Linked DNA regions of Gossypium hirsutum: region 2 is linked to region 1. Evidence: chromatin contacts called from public Hi-C data. All regions are on one chromosome and are shown on one strand. The core of a region is the stretch at or near the end of the contact, and the rest is flanking DNA. Distances in the headings are between cores, read along the strand shown.

Region 1 (4,300 bases), core at 994-3,493:
AATGAAGTTTTTTACAAAAACGACCAATTTGCTATTTGACCTAACTTACAGGGACTACTTTGTACATTTTTTTAGTAAAGGGGGCAAAATGCAATCTGACTACTAGTACATGAGCCTTCATGATATATTTACCGATAAAAGTATTTAGTACAAAAATGAAAAGGGAAATATCAATAAGTAAAACAAGATTTCAAAAGGAACATAAACAAATTTGAATATACATGTAAAATTCAGTCTTTAATTGAGTTGAAAGAACACAAAAAGCAAATGTTGTGCAGTTTGCCAATAGTTAAGAACAGTAAAATCAACAAAAGGAGCAATCAATAAGAATCAAACAGTACAAAAAAAACTTTAAAAATACAAACCCAAACTGAAAGAACACAAAAGAAATGACTGTAATTTGCAAAGAGCTAAGAACAACGAAATCAAAAAAATGGGCAATCAATAAGAATCAGCATTATAGAAAAAGTAAAAACAGACAAACCCATTTTAATTGAATTGAAAGAACAAAAAAACAAAGATTGTAGTTTAAAGAACAACTAAATCAATCAATAAGAATCTAATAGTAAATAAACTAAAAAAAAGTAGAAAGAAACCCATTTAAATTTGAACCATTTTCAAACCAATCAATGTGTATACCTTAAGGTAAAACCCACCAAGTTCATAACACATGTTGCTTTTGTGGATCCTTCACAAAACTCACTCGAAGTTGAAACACCTATAATTTCAATAATTACCCAACAATCAAAAACTATCAAATTAACAAGAAGAAGAATAAAAAAAAAAGATAAAGTAAGGACTTTATAGCCAGTATAAATATCAGCTGCTCGAACCCAAAATCGAAATGAATGATGCCAAGGCTTAAATTGAGTCTGGATTTTTTCGTTGAATATTTTGCCCCTAATTGAGAAATTTCTATGATCTCGATTCCTATGAGGAAAAGATTAAAAAAAATTGGTGAGGGGCAATGGTGTTTAAGGCTTTGTAAATGGAGAAGGTAGTGAATGGATGTTGTAGTTAAAACTGCAGGAAAGGACGATGATGAAAAAATGAGGGCAAAATGAAAAAAAAAAGATAATCTTTCAACATTCCTACCGTGCTCTGAATAACAACTCAGAGGATGGGGCAAAGAATGCTATTCAGCCTCTATTCAGTGATTAGTGGAAATAGAAAACTAAATAACAACACCTATAATAGACATTCCATTAAACCAAACAAGGGTTTGTGGTGGGCTCATAGAATTGAGTTGTAATTACATTGAATCAAACATGGTGTTTATGAATGTAGTTTTTATACAATTAGTCAAATAGATAATTTCAGCATGGTGATTTAGATTTGCTTATGAGTCTTCTAGCTAGTGTTGACGTTGCAATTAGAAAAAAAGTGATGTTAAAATTTGAATTTTGGAAAACAACATATGTTATATTTAAAGGTATATATGTTTTTTTTTATTTTAATAAATTTAAAAAATTATATGTCTGGGATTTAAATCAAGACATCTTAATATTTATCTTCTGAATTTTATCATTTTAACCAAAAATGATATTTATTTTTTATACATAATGTGTTTGCCATAATTTAGTATTATATTAAAACCAAAATCATAAAAAAATATTTTATTAATAACATTACGAAAGTAGCATATGAGGCATTACTTTAGTTATGATACATGACATTAAATAAAAAGTTGCTTTGTAGGTTTATCTTGAATTGTCACATTAAATATTTTATGATAATTTAACCGTGATATTTGTAATTATGATAAAATTTTATTAAAATAATATTTAAAATAAATAATAATTAAATTATTATCAATTAAAAAATATTTAAATTACTTTATATATAATTCTACCGAAACAAAAATATTACTGAATCACTTATAACATTGTAAATAATAAATAAATATATTTAAAAAGCAGTTACAAAATACATATTATTTATTATAGAACTCAAAATAACATTATTTTTATTAAATTTATAATATAAATAAATAATTGATATCCATCTTTTAGATATCAAAACAAAAAAAAATTATATTATTGAAAGTATGGATAAGCAACATAATAATCTTTTAAATATTATACAAATATAATTTTTTAGAATGTTTTATATATTTTATTTATCTTTTAATAATACTTACCTATATAATTATATAATTTAAAATAAATAAATAAATAAATAAATATATATATGTAACATAGGTCACATTAAATAAAGACTTCAAATTAATTTAAAGGCCAGAGCATCTAGATTTTAGAGCATTTTAAATGTAGATACAAATGAGGAAAGTTGCTCGGCCCATATTCAATCCGCTTTCTTATATACTAATTACTAATTATTGTTTTAATTTTTTATTGGCTTAAAAGAACTTCCCCTCGCAAACTCGAAATCCCCATTACTCTCCGGTCACTGCCCAAAAGTTCCAAACCAAAAGAAATGGCCGAAACTGAGTCCACCACCACTGCTCAAGACTCAGCCACCGCAGAAACGGAGCCCCACCAGACTCAGGCTCAATCCCAAATAGATGAAACCGCCGCCAAGCTCAATAATCTTACTCTCCGAATTTGGCCCCCCACTCAACGAACCCGCGATGCCGTTATCAACCGTCTTGTCGAGACGCTCTCTTCCCAATCTGTACTTTCCAAACGCTACGGCACCATCCCCGAGGACGAGGCCGCCTCCCTGGCCAAATCTATCGAGGAGGAGGCTTTCTCAGCCGCCGGTGCGGCCTTCTCCCCCGACGATGATGGCATCGAGATCCTTCAGATGTATTCCAAGGAGATCAGCAAGCGTATGCTCGATACTGTCAAATCTCGCGCTGCTACTGCCGCTGCCGCCGATGCTCCGTCAGCCACGGAAGCAGCGAATGGTGAGGAGGTTTCATCGTCGTCCGTGAAGGCGGAGGCTTGAGTTTAAGGATCCTCATTTCTCTCTTTCTCTCTCTTTAGGGCTTTTCTTTAGATTGATGATCGGTCTTGCTAGGGTTTTTAAAGATCTGTCTGCTTGGCTCAGGATTTTTCGAGATGCTTAATTGCCTATATACGACGATAATAAAATCTGTAACTGTAATACCATTTCTTTATCTCTTCTTTTTTGAGGGTTTTCTGTTTTCTTGTGGAAATGTGCTTGATCTTTATGAGTTTCTTGGTGTTTGTTGCTTTATTCATTGATACAGTGCAAAATGCAGCTTAAAGGGTGCTAGAGATTTTCTTCATTAATGATTTTTCCCAACTAACTCATAAGTATTCTGTACCTTTATTCACTTAGTGTTCCTCCATGATCTGTTCAACAAACCAGAGCAATCAAGTTGAAACTTGAAAGTCTTGTACGAGTTGATGTGTAGATAAGGTTCTATGCAATAGAGGTTTCTGTATTTTATATAGATCTGATATATGGTCTTAAATCTTAATATTTCTTCAATTTGCTTTTATTGTAATCCCTTTTTAGAAAAAGAAGAAGTAATTGTTGATTCAAAATCTTAATGTATTAGGAAAGATTCTTAGGTATACTAGAGTCATCAAGATGTGAAAGTTAAAAGAGATATCTGCTGTGAGCTAGAATCTAACTTCCAAGGGATAGTATAAATGCTAAAGAACAACTATGAGTAGATCTTCATTGAAACTGCATGTTCTTATGAACTGGTATGTATAGGCTCTCGGTCATCTGAGCAAACAGTTGATATGAATTGAATATAGACACATGCTTTAGCGAAGCCTTCGTGTTTTTAGTTCTCAAGCTATTTTCACGTTTAGTAATTATGTAACATATGTTTACACTTCACAGTATGTAACATATGTTTACACTTCACAGTATGTTTCTTTGGGTGATTTGAATGTCATTTTCTTTTTCTCAATGGTGAATTTCTTTTCTTGCTGCATTTCAATGTTGAGTTGCTTCATACTTTTTTTCTTATGGTTGCTACCAATCATCAATCTGCATTTTTTGCATTTATTGAACATTTAGAAAAGCATATCAATGTAAATGTGTAGGATCTTGTTGCCATCACAATGCAGTCAAATTTCTGTCGGCTTTCTTGATCCAACACCTACAGCTACCATCTTGATTGAAGTAATATAAAACCCCTATTTCTCTTTTGATGTCTATAGTTTTGGTGGATGGCCATTCCAATTGTTCATTTTTGTAGGTAAATGAGATAATCTGTCTTTAAGTTGTTGATATCATGCTCCTCCTAGCTGGAGATTTCTTCACATTTGATACAGTACATCTTACTATATAAGCAAGGTTTTTGGAAATTAAGATTTCTGTAAGCTACTCTTCTCGAAATGCCTATGTTACACTT
Region 2 (4,010 bases), core at 193-2,692, 53 kb after region 1:
AGAATAAAAAAAATGATTTACACATAAATGAGGGTTAGTGCATTAAAAATTAATAGCTGAGTGCTTTGTATGATGTAGCTTAAAAAATAAAGAGGAAAATTATAAATGTTGAATTTCAATTTAGGGTTATTAGATAATTTTAATTGCATAAATGGCTCAAATCTATCTTCTTGTTGAAAGCTAGTTACACACATGCTGTCACCACTTGACAAACTTAGGGATAAAATATTCAGCTTGTCTGCAAATTATAATTATAAATCTATTCGAAACTCAACAGACACAAAATAACAGTGGTTTTGCTGAAGATCACAGAATCATCAAAAGAATTGATAATATGGTTTCTGTTCTTTCATTTCATCATGAAAACGTACAAAGATTATCCCAATTCTAATCAAAATTATTTCACTAACATCTCTTTCAAATGAATGAAAAAAATAAATAAATCCCCCTATTATCCTGGATGAAGAAGATTAAAGAGAGGGAAAAAAAATGGCAAGCTTAATCTAAACAATGGAGTATTTAATGTTAATGTCCAGGACCCCTTTTGCTTGGTCCGGAGGCTAATCTAAAACCCAAGCTTCTAAACGAATTACGACTATTGCTGGAATGGTTTGCTGCTGATAATGCACCAAATGATAATACCCCCATCCTTCCCCCTTGTTCTTCGCATCCTCCAACAACCATCGTTGTTGATCGAAGGGTTCGGCCATGGACAGCGATGACCAACTCTGTTGAAACCAACAATGCCAATACACCCATCATAAAAACAAGACGCTGCATTGATGCCGAGCTGTTCTTAGTCATCCTCAACATATGAAATATATGTATAAAACTTATTTGAGCTCTCACAATAAAGGCTTTTGCCAATTGTTTTAAATTGGGTTGTCGTTGGAATATTGCTATGGGTTTGCTAGCTATCGCTATATAATTATATATATAAGCGTCGAACTGGGTTGATGAGACGGTGATGAGGTTTGCGAAAGTGGGATCTTTAACAGGATTGATTGACTCAGCCTCATCCTATACAAGCATTGCTAAATACTATATTTTAGGCTTACTTTTTCATGGGTAGCTAAGGCAAATATTTACTTTAAGAGTAGCTTTTGTATTCTTTGAGTTGGGACTTCAAACATAAACTGATAAATATATGTATACAGATTTAATAATAATAATAAAATGATATTCACATATTTATATACCACCTCACTAATAAAATTTAAAAATATACGACGATATAAGTAAATCATAAATTTAATTTTATTACTTTTGATTATTTGATTTATTAGTAATATGTTATGGTGAGGTTCAACCCACACGTTTTTGGGAAGATGAGACGCGTGTGGTTACATCTGGTACGCGGTCTTTAGACTTCCTTGTAGGTTGACACATTATTAAATCCATATATGTATGGAAAGGGCGGAGAGTTTTGAATGCGTTCCTTTTCTTACTTTTGTGAAGGGAAAAAGTAGGGAGGTTCGTTGAACTGTCATTTTCCTTTAGTACAAGGACGGTACATACAAACATGAAAAGAAGTTTACAATACTAGTTTTTGACAAGTCTCCATTTCCATTTTAATGTATTTGTTTATTTAGCTACTCTCGAAATTAAAGCATACCCCAGTATATGTACTTCACCCAATTATCTCTTCTTTTAAATCAATATTCTTGATATAAGATGTGAGCAATTTACACAACTATTAATGGTGGTTCGGAGAATGTAAAGTTTATATAGATGAAAAACTTGATGTGGGTCTCCTACATTTTCATTGGGTCACTGCTACCGTCCAATTCACCAAATATACATTTTTATATTTAAATTAAAAATAAATTAAATTTGCAATATAGAGATAGAGATTGGACTAACTAATTTGAATTTCTAATAACTAACATTACACAAATCTAAAAAGAGATTACAACTAATCTAAATTAAATCTAAATAAAATAAATAAATGAAAACTCTAGCTTCAAACTAATTCCGTACAATAAATTTCCTCTTCTAATTGATAAGTTAATTATAGAGATCGAGGAACAACCTCAAACCTCCTAATTCTTTTTTATTAGTAGATTAAGTACGGAAATAACCCAACAACTAGCCCTTATCAAGCAAATAACCTTAAAAATATCTTCCACAATTTAATTCCTTGGCAACCTTATAAACTAAAAGAACCTGGTTCAAATCAACGGTTTTAACTGCACGAATCATTTAAACTTGATCGTTAATTCCCTTAATGGGCCCGATCACTCACTCAATTGGTCACATCAAATTGTTTTTCGATGGACTAAATATGACAATTATGAATCATACCAATTCACCAACGGTATGTCATTTAAAACTAAATCGAGAGATATCCTTTCTTGATTTAATGCTAAAACAATGTTGTGAGACGACTGAATTTATCTTTTAAATCAAAAAATTAATAAATACCAATATAAAAAATATTAAATGCAAATTTAAAATCTCACAATTTAAACACAGAATAAATTATCCGCCTGAAACTATCTCAAATCAACTACCAATAAATTGAAGGAGAATAAAATATAATAACAAAAGGATAAACTTTATGTAAAATAAAAACTAAAAATAAACAAAATAGTTTGATGGAGAATGTAGTATTCGCCTCCGTTATTAATCTAAACTACAACTTTATATAATAATAAAATAAAAACCTAAAAAAATGCATAGGAATGGCTGTGCGCCACTCTATTTTCTTTCTATTCACGCATATATACATATATAATAATAACTTAAAATTAATAAAACCCTAATATAAATAGACATGCTTAAAAATAAAAAAAATGTTTTAATAGAAATAATAACAAAATATTCTTCAAATTTTCGTCTTGTACATAACTTGAGTTTTCGTGTCAAATTTTTTATGCAATCCACGTATTCGCTCATTTCCAATACTTTAAATAATAATTATACCTACATAAATAATGATTAATTACATGTCAAATTAAGTAAAACTCATTTCCAAAATTAATTAAAATAAAAATAAACTTATGCCGATGAAGTGCATTATCAAATTTCCCCCACTTAGTTAATGTTTGCCCACAGGCATTATATGCATTCATCAATCCGACAATCCTTAATTCAATCAAACAAATAGATATTAGTAAAATTTAGATCCTACAATCATATTCGTCAAGCTAACATGTCAATTCGTAATTTGATTAAGTACACAATTTTTCGAATAATCTCATAATTAGACTCCATAATTATCAATTCATCCTAAATTATCAAGACACCAAAATTAACAAAAAGTTGCAACCATAAACAACCAGTTCTCTCATCTATTGTGCTCATTTTTTTCTTTCTCTTTTCTTTTTTTTCCTAATTAAAAAGTTTATCTAGAGTATCTCTAAATCCTTTTACGTGAAGAAGGATGAAATGTAATGATCCAGTTTCTAGTGGTGTTGAAAAATGCAGTTTTAGGACCTCTTTTTCGCAAACCGAGTTCGTGAATATTAAATAAAAATATTTATAGAGTTATTATATAGATTAATTGAAATTTGGATAGTCAATTCAACCGAAATTATGATTAATTAGGGCCTAGAGACTAAATTGTAAAATCCAATCACTATAGATTTTTAATTGGTAAATGGCTTGGAGACTTAAATTGAAATTAACCAAAGGTTCAAAACAACAATTAGACCATATTTAAGTGTATATTAGTGGACAGTAAGATGAAATGGGCATTAACTTAAACAAATTAAGATTTATTTGATTAAATTAAGGTTAATTAACTTAATTTAAAAATTAATCCCACTATATAAGTGGGGTTTGGGTGGGAAGAGAGATAAACTCATGTTCTTCAACCAAATAAAAGTAAAGAAGAAGAAGAAGAAGAAACGCCATTAAATGGTTTTCAAGCTTTTAGCTTCAATTTCAAGTAAGTCCCTAGCCATTTTTCTTTGATTTTTATAGATTTTTTTTTAATATTGGAAGCTTGATTAAGCTAAACCAAGGATCAATTTCATCAATTGGTGAAGTTTTGATGAGATGTCATT

The links. A called contact is a pair of places that touch in the nucleus more often than the background predicts.
Region 2: a Hi-C map of leaf shows a contact between it and region 1, with 1.9 times the contacts expected there. The contact joins the enhancer-like site here to the promoter of LOC107918069 in region 1. A contact is called at or near these places in 3 of 34 Hi-C or Micro-C datasets (all in leaf).

The regions. Positions count from the first base shown.
Region 1 is chrA01:27,400,847-27,405,146 of Gossypium_hirsutum_v2.1, forward strand. It overlaps LOC107918069 (MFP1 attachment factor 1), which reads left to right and starts at 2,244. Exons shown (of 1, transcript XM_016847574.2): 1 at 2,244-3,082. The coding sequence starts at 2,437. The coding sequence ends at 2,910.
Region 2 is chrA01:27,455,094-27,459,103 of Gossypium_hirsutum_v2.1, forward strand. No RefSeq gene overlaps it. Among protein-coding and RNA genes, the nearest start is that of LOC121208095, 29 kb to the right of the region's middle. Within about 2 kb of position 1,443, at least 6 of the 9 cell types and tissues checked have an H3K27ac peak or open chromatin away from gene starts, as enhancers often do. A contact at or near this core is called in leaf, where this site is marked.